Regions from separate parts of the Sus scrofa genome. Here region 1 is linked to region 2. The links are chromatin contacts, called in public promoter capture Hi-C maps. All regions are on one chromosome and are shown on one strand. Each heading gives the region's core, a stretch centred on a gene start, on an enhancer-like site or on the middle of the called end of the contact. The rest is flanking DNA. Distances are from core to core; before and after follow the strand shown. Region 1 holds the start of EVA1C (protein eva-1 homolog C). Region 2 holds the start of PAXBP1 (PAX3- and PAX7-binding protein 1).

The links. Promoter capture Hi-C pulls out the DNA fragments that hold promoters and counts their contacts.
Region 1: a contact with region 2 is called in a promoter capture Hi-C map of liver, with 3 times the contacts expected there. The contact joins the promoter of EVA1C here to the promoter of PAXBP1 in region 2. A contact is called at or near these places in 1 of 5 promoter capture datasets (liver) and 3 of 47 Hi-C or Micro-C datasets (heart right ventricle and liver).

Annotation. Positions count from the first base shown.
Region 1 is chr13:196,064,961-196,069,642 of Sscrofa11.1, forward strand. It overlaps EVA1C (protein eva-1 homolog C), which reads left to right and starts at 2,683. Exons shown (of 8, transcript XM_021070917.1): 1 at 2,683-3,203. The coding sequence starts at 3,044.
Region 2 is chr13:196,368,828-196,373,201 of Sscrofa11.1, forward strand. It overlaps PAXBP1 (PAX3- and PAX7-binding protein 1), which reads right to left and starts at 2,431. Exons shown (of 18, transcript XM_003132753.5): 1 at 1,951-2,431; 2 at 346-474. The coding sequence starts at 2,290. It overlaps LOC106505849 (a long non-coding RNA gene), which reads left to right and starts at 2,568. Exons shown (of 4, transcript XR_001300667.2): 1 at 2,568-2,819.

The DNA.
Region 1 (4,682 bases), core at 1,433-3,932, 300 kb before region 2:
TGTCCAGCTTAATCCACCTAGCATCATGTTTGTAAGGTTTGTCCATTCTGCAGCCTGTATCAGAAGTTCACTCCTTTTTATGACTGTATAATATTCCGTATTTTGTTTATCCATTGATCTGTCCATTGATGGACACCTGGGTTGCCTCTACCTTTTGGCTCTTGGGAATAAGGCCATATGAACATGGGTGTCCAAATATCTCTTGGGATCCCTGCTTTCAATTCTTTCGGGCATATAGCCTCTGGACCCACTGCTGACCCTTCCAGCCCAGTTTTGCTCATCAGCCAGAGACACCATCACACACCTGATTGCATCAGTCATCTGCTTACAACCCTTTGCTGGCTTATGATGGAAATGCGCACAAGGGCTTAGGATAAAGATGTAAGTGCTGGAGTTCCCGTCATGGCTCAGTGGTTAACAAATCCGACTAGGAACCATGAGGTTGGAGGTTCAATCCCTGGCCTCGCTCAGTGGGTTAAGGATCCGGCGTTACCATGAGCTGTAGTGTAGGTTGCAGACCTGGCTTGGATCCTGAATTGCTGTTGCTCTGGCGTAGGCTGGTTGCTACTGCTCCGATTAGACCCCTCATCTGGGAACCTCCATATACCTTGAGAGCAGCCCTAGAAAAGGCAAAAAAAAAAAAAAAAAAAAAGATGGAAGTGCTCACCAAGGTATAGGTCCCTGAGCTCTGGCCGCTGACCTCTCTGTGTCACCTTGCCCTGCCCTTTTCTCTCTGCTCCATCCCTTCCACGCTTCTCTATGGAACTGTGCCTCTTGGGTCTCACATATGCTGATCCCTTATCCCAAGATGTTCACTCCCCACAGATACCTAGCTTTCGTTTGGCCAACTCTTCCCATCTTTCTCAACCATCTTGTCTTATAAAGGTCCCTAGCACCTCCCTCTCCTGCTCCTTCCCTCCCCTCTCTGGCTCCTTCTCATGGCCCCTTGTCATTCACTTGGCATTACCTGTTCTACCTTGGTCTTCCTGGCTGTACCAATGACCACTACTGACTGAATGCTTGCTCGTTCCAGGCCCAGTCCTACCCATGTCACCCGTATCAACTCATTAAATCCACACAGTGAGCCTGGGACATTTACAGATAAGGAAGCCAGGGGATGCTGTCACAGCAGCAGTGCTCCCACAGGCATCTGGAAGCCTGTGCATCCCTATGGGACAGTTGGTGGCAGCCCCTAGGCCTGAGGGAGCCTGGTTCCCTTCTGGTGCCAGCACTCCCAGTTCCCAGCAGAGGATCTGGCACACAGGGGTACCGAATTCACATCTGAAGTAAATGAACGGAATGGAAAGAATGTAAGGGAACTGAGTTTTGAGCAAACGTCCCTTACCGAACGGCTTTTAAGTGCCAGGCATCCTTACCCACCCTCCTTGCCTCAGTTTCAGAGACCTAGAAAGTAGGCAGGAATACTTACATCCAAGGGTTATTGAGAAGGTTGAGTACTTTAATGTAGATTTTAAAAAATCATTGTGTTTGGCAGGCTGGGTCCTACGAACAAATACTGATCTTTGCATCCCCCCATTCCCACTCCCATTCCCAAGACAGGGAAGAAGGGGCCGGCATCTCAGTTCCCCCCACCCTGCCCCGGGGACCCTGGAGCACTAGGTGGGACCCTATGACATCCGGTCCTCCACGATCCCTGCGGCCGGCCTCTAAGAGGGTCCTACAGGTAGGCCAGCGAGTCTCGGTTTTCTTTCTCCAGGCCTCCGCGCCTCCTTCTGCGGCGTACGCGGGGCAGTTCGGACGGAGCCTGCGGGCGCACTGTGCCTGGTCCCGCCCTTGGGCCTCATTATCTACATTTCCGCGTCAAGCCTGCCGAGAACTTGGCAGGCCCTCCCGCGGTGTTCCGGAACACTTTGTGCCCAGCGCCCGCCGGCCCGGCTCTCCTCCCTCCCGCCGGCGCCGCCTGGCCCGGACGCCCCGCGTAATCCGCCGGTTTGGGTCGGTGGACCCCAGGGACCACAGCCGGCATTTCCCCCCCCACCCCACGCACTTGTCTTCGGTTCCCCCGAAGCCAGGCTCTGCAATCTGCTCCTCCTCTTCGGGCTGGGTGTCCAAACGTGGGTTACACCGCGCGTAATCGAGAGGTTCAGAAAGATGCTGTGGCCCATTTTAAAACAAAGCCCAATTATTAGCTTTCGGCGGCTGTTTGTGCCGGTCCAGTGTCAGATCCCCTGAGCGCGGCGGACAACCAATACGCAAAAGAAAACAGTTGCAGCAAAAAGAAATCGGCTCTGGAGCCGCCTGATCCAGAGAACAATGCCTGCCCCGCGATGGTTCCCGTCCTGGCTGCCTAAGACTTAGCAATGCTCTGAGTCTCAGTCTCCTCTTCTGTGAAATGGGGATAACTGTGCGAGCCTGGCGATTCGGCACGTGGAGCGCTGCAGGTCGCAAAGACGTCAATGCTGAGTTCCACACCTCCGGGTCCCCACCGTCCCGCGGCCCCCACCTCGGCCTCGGCCCCGCCCCGGGGCGACGGGGCTCTACGCGCAGCGCTGGCTCCAAAGTGCGTCACCGGCACCGGCCGCGCTCCTCCAGCGGCCAGGGCGAGGCTGGCACGGGGCCAGCGGGCCCGGCCGGGGGTGCCGGACCGTCTCGGGGCGGGGACCCGGGCGGGAAGGGCGCTCAAGTTGCGCGGCTCGCGGCGCGCTGCTGGGGGCGCCCTCTGCGGCGGGCGGCGCGCCAGGGACCAGCCTCCGCAGCCTCGGAGCGTGAGAGGCTACACTTTCCCTTCGCCCCCCGCCCTCGTTTCCTCCCGCGCGGCCGCAGCGGAGATTTCCTCTCGGGGAAACTACGCGGATCCTTCCCGGGGCTCGTGGCCCCGCCCCAGTTCTCCGCCCCCTCCTCTCTGCTGGGGAGCCGGTGCCGGCCCGCGCCGGGGAGGAGGCTCTGGCAGCCTGGGCCAGGAGGTGGCAGGGGGCCGCGGATCCGCCGGCTACCGACTCGTCCTGCCATGTGACGCTGCCCTCCGCCCAGCGACCCCCGGCGCGCCCCTGGCCCGCGCTCGCGCTCCTTCGCGCTGCGCACCATGCTTCTGCCGGGACATGCGCGCCCACTGCCCGCGCCCCAGCCCGCACAGCATCCCGGCCTCCGCAGGCAGGTAGAGCCGCCCGGGCAGCTGCTGCGCCTCTTCTACTGCACTGTCCTGGTCTGCTCCAAAGAGATCTCAGCGCTCACGGACTTCTCCGGTAAGAATCGACCTCCCTCCCTGTGTGCCCCCGGCGCCGCCGTGCACCCAGCTGAACCCTAGGTTGAAGGGGGGCGGACGCCCGAGGGGTCAAGGCCGGGTTGGTTTAAAGTTGGGGCGCAATCAAAGCTGGTTTTCTTGCCCAGTGTGAAACCTTAGTATATGTAGCTGCGTGTGGGGTGGCAGCAGGGGATGCCCCACCCCCGAAGGAAGGGTCCATATGGTGTTTGGAGTTTCTCTTCCAGTGAGTTGACCTCGTCACTTTCCCAGTGGCAGGACCCGGCTCTGATGGGTGAGGGTCCGCTGGTAGCTCCTTAAGTTGATAAGCTGAGACCTGTGCCCCTCTTGGCGCTGTTGGTACACGTGTTGGTTCACGTTGCACTTGGTTTGCCATCCGCATAGTCTGAGTGTGCCCCGACCAGCCTCTCGGGTGCCCATGTAAGGAGACCAGCCCAGGAGACCCTTGACCTGAAGTCTATACGGACACGGGCTGGGAGGTCTGGTGGAGATGCAGTGGGAGATGAGTTAGAAGCTTACAGAACAGAGAGGAGACTCGGTAACCTCTCTTCACTAACCAAAAGTACCAGCATCTGCCCCTGGCAGCCCCAATGCCTTAACCAAAAATAACGACCTCCCCCCCACCCCCCAGTAATGGGTGAGGTTTTTCTTTTTGGTGACTGGGACCAAGGGCCCCGGCAGCTGATCTCGGTCAGTTCTGGGATGGTAGGTGTGGTGCTGCAAAGTGAGAGAAGTTTCTGGGTTGATGAGGGCTATAGGAGCTGAATTTTTACAGCCGGGCTTGCTTAGCCCAACAAGGTCCCTGTATCAGACCTGGGTTTCCCCCTGGCCAGGTTGGAGGCCTTTCACCCTTTCCTCACCCCTTCCCAGCCCAGGAAGCAGCCCTGAACCCCACGCTCCCCCTTCTCCAGCATCTTCTGCCAAGTCCATGCTCCTGTATCCCTGCCTCAGGGTCTTTTGCAATATAATCATGGTCACTCCTCAGCCCTATTGGTGCGGTAGACTCCTACATGGCAGGGGACCCTGGCAAAGCAGAGCTGAGTTGGGTTTCTAGTTTACTTACAGAGAATGTCATTGTTAGCTGAGAGCCCTTGGGTCAGAGGTTCTTTGCTTTGAATATTTAATATCAAGGCAGTGTTTCTACCTAGCAAAAGAAGCCAAGATATGCCTGTTTGGCAAGGAAACTGTGGTCCTTAAAATCCAGCACCAGAGGGTTAGAGCATTGTGGTAAATGTGCTGGGAAATGCTGAATTTCAAGTGCTATCGACTTTTGATTTTTTGTAAGAGAACTTTCTTGGCTGCTAGAAAAGTTCTGTCTTTGCTGATGTAAGCTATAGAAAGCAGTGCTGAATTCAGCCACCATCAGGCTCTGAATATTGTTAAGCAAAGAACTGAAAGCCGACAAGCCCTTCTTTTGTGACATCATTGTAACTGAACAAATATTGCTTGAGGTAAATTGCGG
Region 2 (4,374 bases), core at 1,181-3,680:
CTGGGAATAATTCCAAGTCTCAGGTTTAACTGGGAAACCTCCTTTCCCTCTGTCCAACAACAATCTGAACACTTAGCAGGAAAACTGGGAGAGAATTTAATCTTTGCAGCAGAAACATCCCAGTGGCAATGATTCTGTCTTTCTAAAAAAAATGCATTTACAATTTTTAAAAAGGCATTTGCAACTGTGTTAGAGCTAAATAAAAGAACTGTATCATTACTCAATTTGGATCCTTGACAAGAGCAGAGTCAAATGAACACATTGACTATAATACACCAAATCCATTTAATCCCTGTGAGAAAGGGGTTTGTCATTTCAAAAGAACCATATTAGTCTGGTACTCACTGTCGGCCAATGAGTTGAGCTCGGTCTTAATCTTCGATTTCTCAAGATCTTCTTTATATTCTTTCTTAAGCAATTTTACTATCTTTTTGCTATAACTTGATTTCTTCACTTTGAAAACTTCTTCATTTTCTTAAAAAATAAAAAAATTAAACGCAGTCTGTAGTAACCATTTTCAGACAGTATCTTCCACTCTAACTTTCAAATTCGTCCAAATATATACACATACATTTCAAATTATGACATAATTTAAAGTTATTTCACGTGTCACAGGCTCTCAAAAACTGAGTCAACTTCATAAATTAGTCTGGAATAATGCCAATTTGAGACTTCTTGAAAAGCCATGATACTGCACACAATTTTCCTAGGTCCTATTGTCTTCCCTAAATCATATTTCAGCAAGGGGGGGAAAAAAAGTCACTGAAAAAGCACCTAACTACCAAATTATTAAGGTATCTGAAACAAAATATCCAAAATCAAAAGGTGCTAGTTAACACAGTTGGCAAGTCTGAGTAACTCTATATCAATCACAAACTGACATGTTGTTATTTCAATACTAAGCTGAGAAAGAATCACTTTTCAAAAACAAGTTTTGATGATGTGGCCATCATCTTTAATTTGAAAACGTTAAAGTCAAACAAAAATACTTTAGCAAATTGTTCCTGTATCACCAAAAACAAAAAAATGGCTGGACTCCTCTCCAAAAAAAAAAAAAAAATCACACAAAAGCCAAAGACAAACTGCCTATTACTAGAAACAAGAAAGCGTTCCTGCATCGAGATGTGAGATTTACAAGTCTTGATTTCGTTTTTTACAACATACACTTAATTGGGTTATATTACACACTCAACAATTTGGCAAGTGAAATGACTTACGGCTCATTTAGGATCAGAAATCTAAATCCACTGCAGCCTGGCCCCTCACACCGCCTCGCTTCATTGTCCAAGCGTCAATTTGAGGAAGCCTGCACGTTTGTAGCCCCATTCACTTTCATGGGTAAACTGAGGCTCGGCGATCGCCAGGGACTAGTTCAAGGTCACTCAGAACCAGTTCTTCAACCAGAGCTTCTGTTCCCAAATCTAGTACTCCTCTTTACACACCCTGCCTTCCTGAGCAAGGATGCCTGACAAGGACCAGGAGACCAAGAGACCTACCTACTGGGTACAGTGACCTGGGTCACTACTGGGTACAGTGCATATACCACTGGGTACACTGACCTGCAGAGGGCTCAGAGAACGTGCCAAGAGCAGTCAGGGGATACGACTCGAGTTCTCCCTAAAACACACCTGCCAGGAAGAGGCAGAGTAGGGAACACGGAATTTTTTCTTGAAAAACTCTAAATGACTAATCTGAGATCCGGCCCCTCGGAGTAGAAAATGTTCGAGACGACGAAAAGGAGGCGGTAGTTAAGAAAAGGTTGGTGGCGGCGCAGGAACGCATCCCCTGCCAAAGCAGAAGGCCGGAGGCGGGGAAAACGTACAGCAGATCCGGCGGGAAAGGGCTCCTTTCTCGGGGGCTGAGGCTGAGCGTCAGGGGAATGCGGAGACCCGCGGTCGGGGCCGGGGAAACGGATGTCGGGGTCTGGGGGCGCTGAAGCGCGGCAGTTACCTTCGTCCTCGTCCTGGAAGCTGAGCAGGCTGGCCCGGGGCACCTCTTTGTTCTCGCGCGGCCTCTTGCGCGGCTTCAGCCCGTTGCCGGGCTCCGCGCCGCCCGGGAAGCAACCCCCGGCCTCGGTTCCGGGGCCAGGAGCCAGCGCGGAGGGTGGCGGCGGCAGCCCCGGGCCCAGCAGTGACTCCCCCCCGGGGGCCCTGTCGCCGGGGCCCGGCTCTTCGCCGGTGCCCGGCGGCGGCAGCAACGGTGGAGGCTCCTGCTCTTCATCACGCTCTCGCTCCTCCTCCTCCGAGTCATTCCGCTTGCGCACGTTCACTCGCCGGGCCTTTCGGAACATGCCTGCGGCCCGCACCGCGGTCGTATGCCCACTCCTACACGGCAGCCCCGGCAGCGCCGAGCTCGCGACAGCGCGCACGCGCGCTCTCCCGAGCTCCAGCCAGGTCCAGTCTTTGCCCCAGCTACCGCGCACCACCGAACCCGCATGCGCTCCGCTCTCACTACGTGGAGAGAACACCGCCCCTCTCGCGAGAACGTCAGCTTTTTGCACTGCCCTCTGTCGGCCTGGAGGACTATTGGCAGGCAACTCTGGGACTCTAGTGCTCTCCGACGGGTCACAAAGAGGATCATAGAGACGAAAAGAAAGAGTAAACCCGGCGTCCCTCAGCCCAAGGTGCTGCAGTGCGTCTTCCGCACTTACGCAGACTAGTCACGCGAGGAAACTCCCGCCAAGCGCTGAGAGAGGCAAATACAAGGGGGAGGGGGCGGGAGGCGGAGCGAGAGGAGGAGCGGGAGGAGGAGCCCGAAGGTGAAGCCTTTGGTGAGGGTGCGTGGAGCCCAGAGGGTGTGCTGAACTGAGGTGTTGTATGGTAATTATTACTAACTCTGTTGAGTAACACTTAGTATTTCTGCAGCTTAATGGCTACAGAGAACTTTCAAAAACAGTGAATTTCATTTATGATCAGATATTACCTGGCCTGATGTTTTTAGCCCCCCTCCCTCTAATACAACGAAAGCAAAAGTGTTTTGGTGTTTTCCAAAGAATGCCAGGTTTGCTAGGAGTTCTGACACATGGCTGATTTCAGAAACGGAAGGAAAAATCGACTTGAGGACTGGGGATGGTTGTGACACATTTCAGCCTTGTGCCACAGAGGTTAACAAACTTAACTGGCAACGGTGGATCCGGGTGTTTGAAGTTGAACTCGCAAGCTTACTCATTGTATTAGCAAACACAGGGCCTTTTCCTTCACTCATGTGTGTAAGTGCGAATTTGTTGTCATGTCTCAAAATTTAAAAGGTAACAAAGGACATTCATATAGTGAAACAAACAAACAAACCATCCATCCCTAGAAGCCCTGAAGGTTGCAGGCAATGTTAAAAGTTTCTCACGATCCTGCAGAGACAGCCTATGAATGTAGAAGCAAAGATGTATATTTTTGTGAATTACCTTTTTCCCACAGTGTGCAAACAGTGCATTTTAGTCTAATTGAAGATCAGTTATATTTGTATGTAAAATGGTGTCTCTTCTTTTACCCAGCTGCATAGTGATCCATTGTTTGAAAGTACCATAATTTATTTAGCCAGTTGCATAAAAAAATTGGTATTAAAGGAGTTCCCTGGTGGCCTAGCAGTTAAGGATCCAGCATGGTCACTGCTGTGGCTGGGGTTCCATCCCTGGCCTGGGAACTTCCACATGCTGTAGGCGTGAGAGGGGTGGGGGAAAGGCATGAAATTTATTTCCAGTCTTGCTATAATTATCAATGCCACAACGAAAAGCTTCAAAAAATGATCACTAGTAGCATGAACTAGATCTCAAGGTATGCAGTTGTAATTTTGCTAATTCTAAGTTGCTGTTTTTAACAGCTGTGCCAATTTGTATTCCTACCCGAGTGCCTATTCACCTACATCATCCTGTCAAAATGTCACTTGAGATTTAAGTTCCAAGTTTGAAGCAAAAGATCCCAAACTCAAGACTTTCTGTGTCATACTCACCTGCCTCTTTTCTCTGGTTTTCCCTGATTGGGTTTGAGATCTGCCCACCCATGACTCACTTTTGGAAACTGGAAGAATGGTCTAGGCCTAGAGTAGCCTCTGTAACATTTTCTCCCAGTTAATAGGCAAAGTTAATAACATCTGGCTTTCATTCTCCTCATATTACTCCAAGTTCTAATATTCTGGCTGTTCAGCATTGATTTAAGTTCTGATTCGAATGGCGTGTTCCATTGGTGAAACCGAACTCCCGTTTCCATTACAAAAGATTTAAATTGTGCCTGGTCAGCCTCTAGACACCACCTTCAGAGCCAAGAGACAGATTTGTAGTAACATGATGAGGACAGGGGTAACAAAGATGAGGTCCAGAGCAGAAATGTGCATATCTTGGCCTAAAACTTCAAAAAGCTCTTCCACTGTAAAAGAGGTGATTGA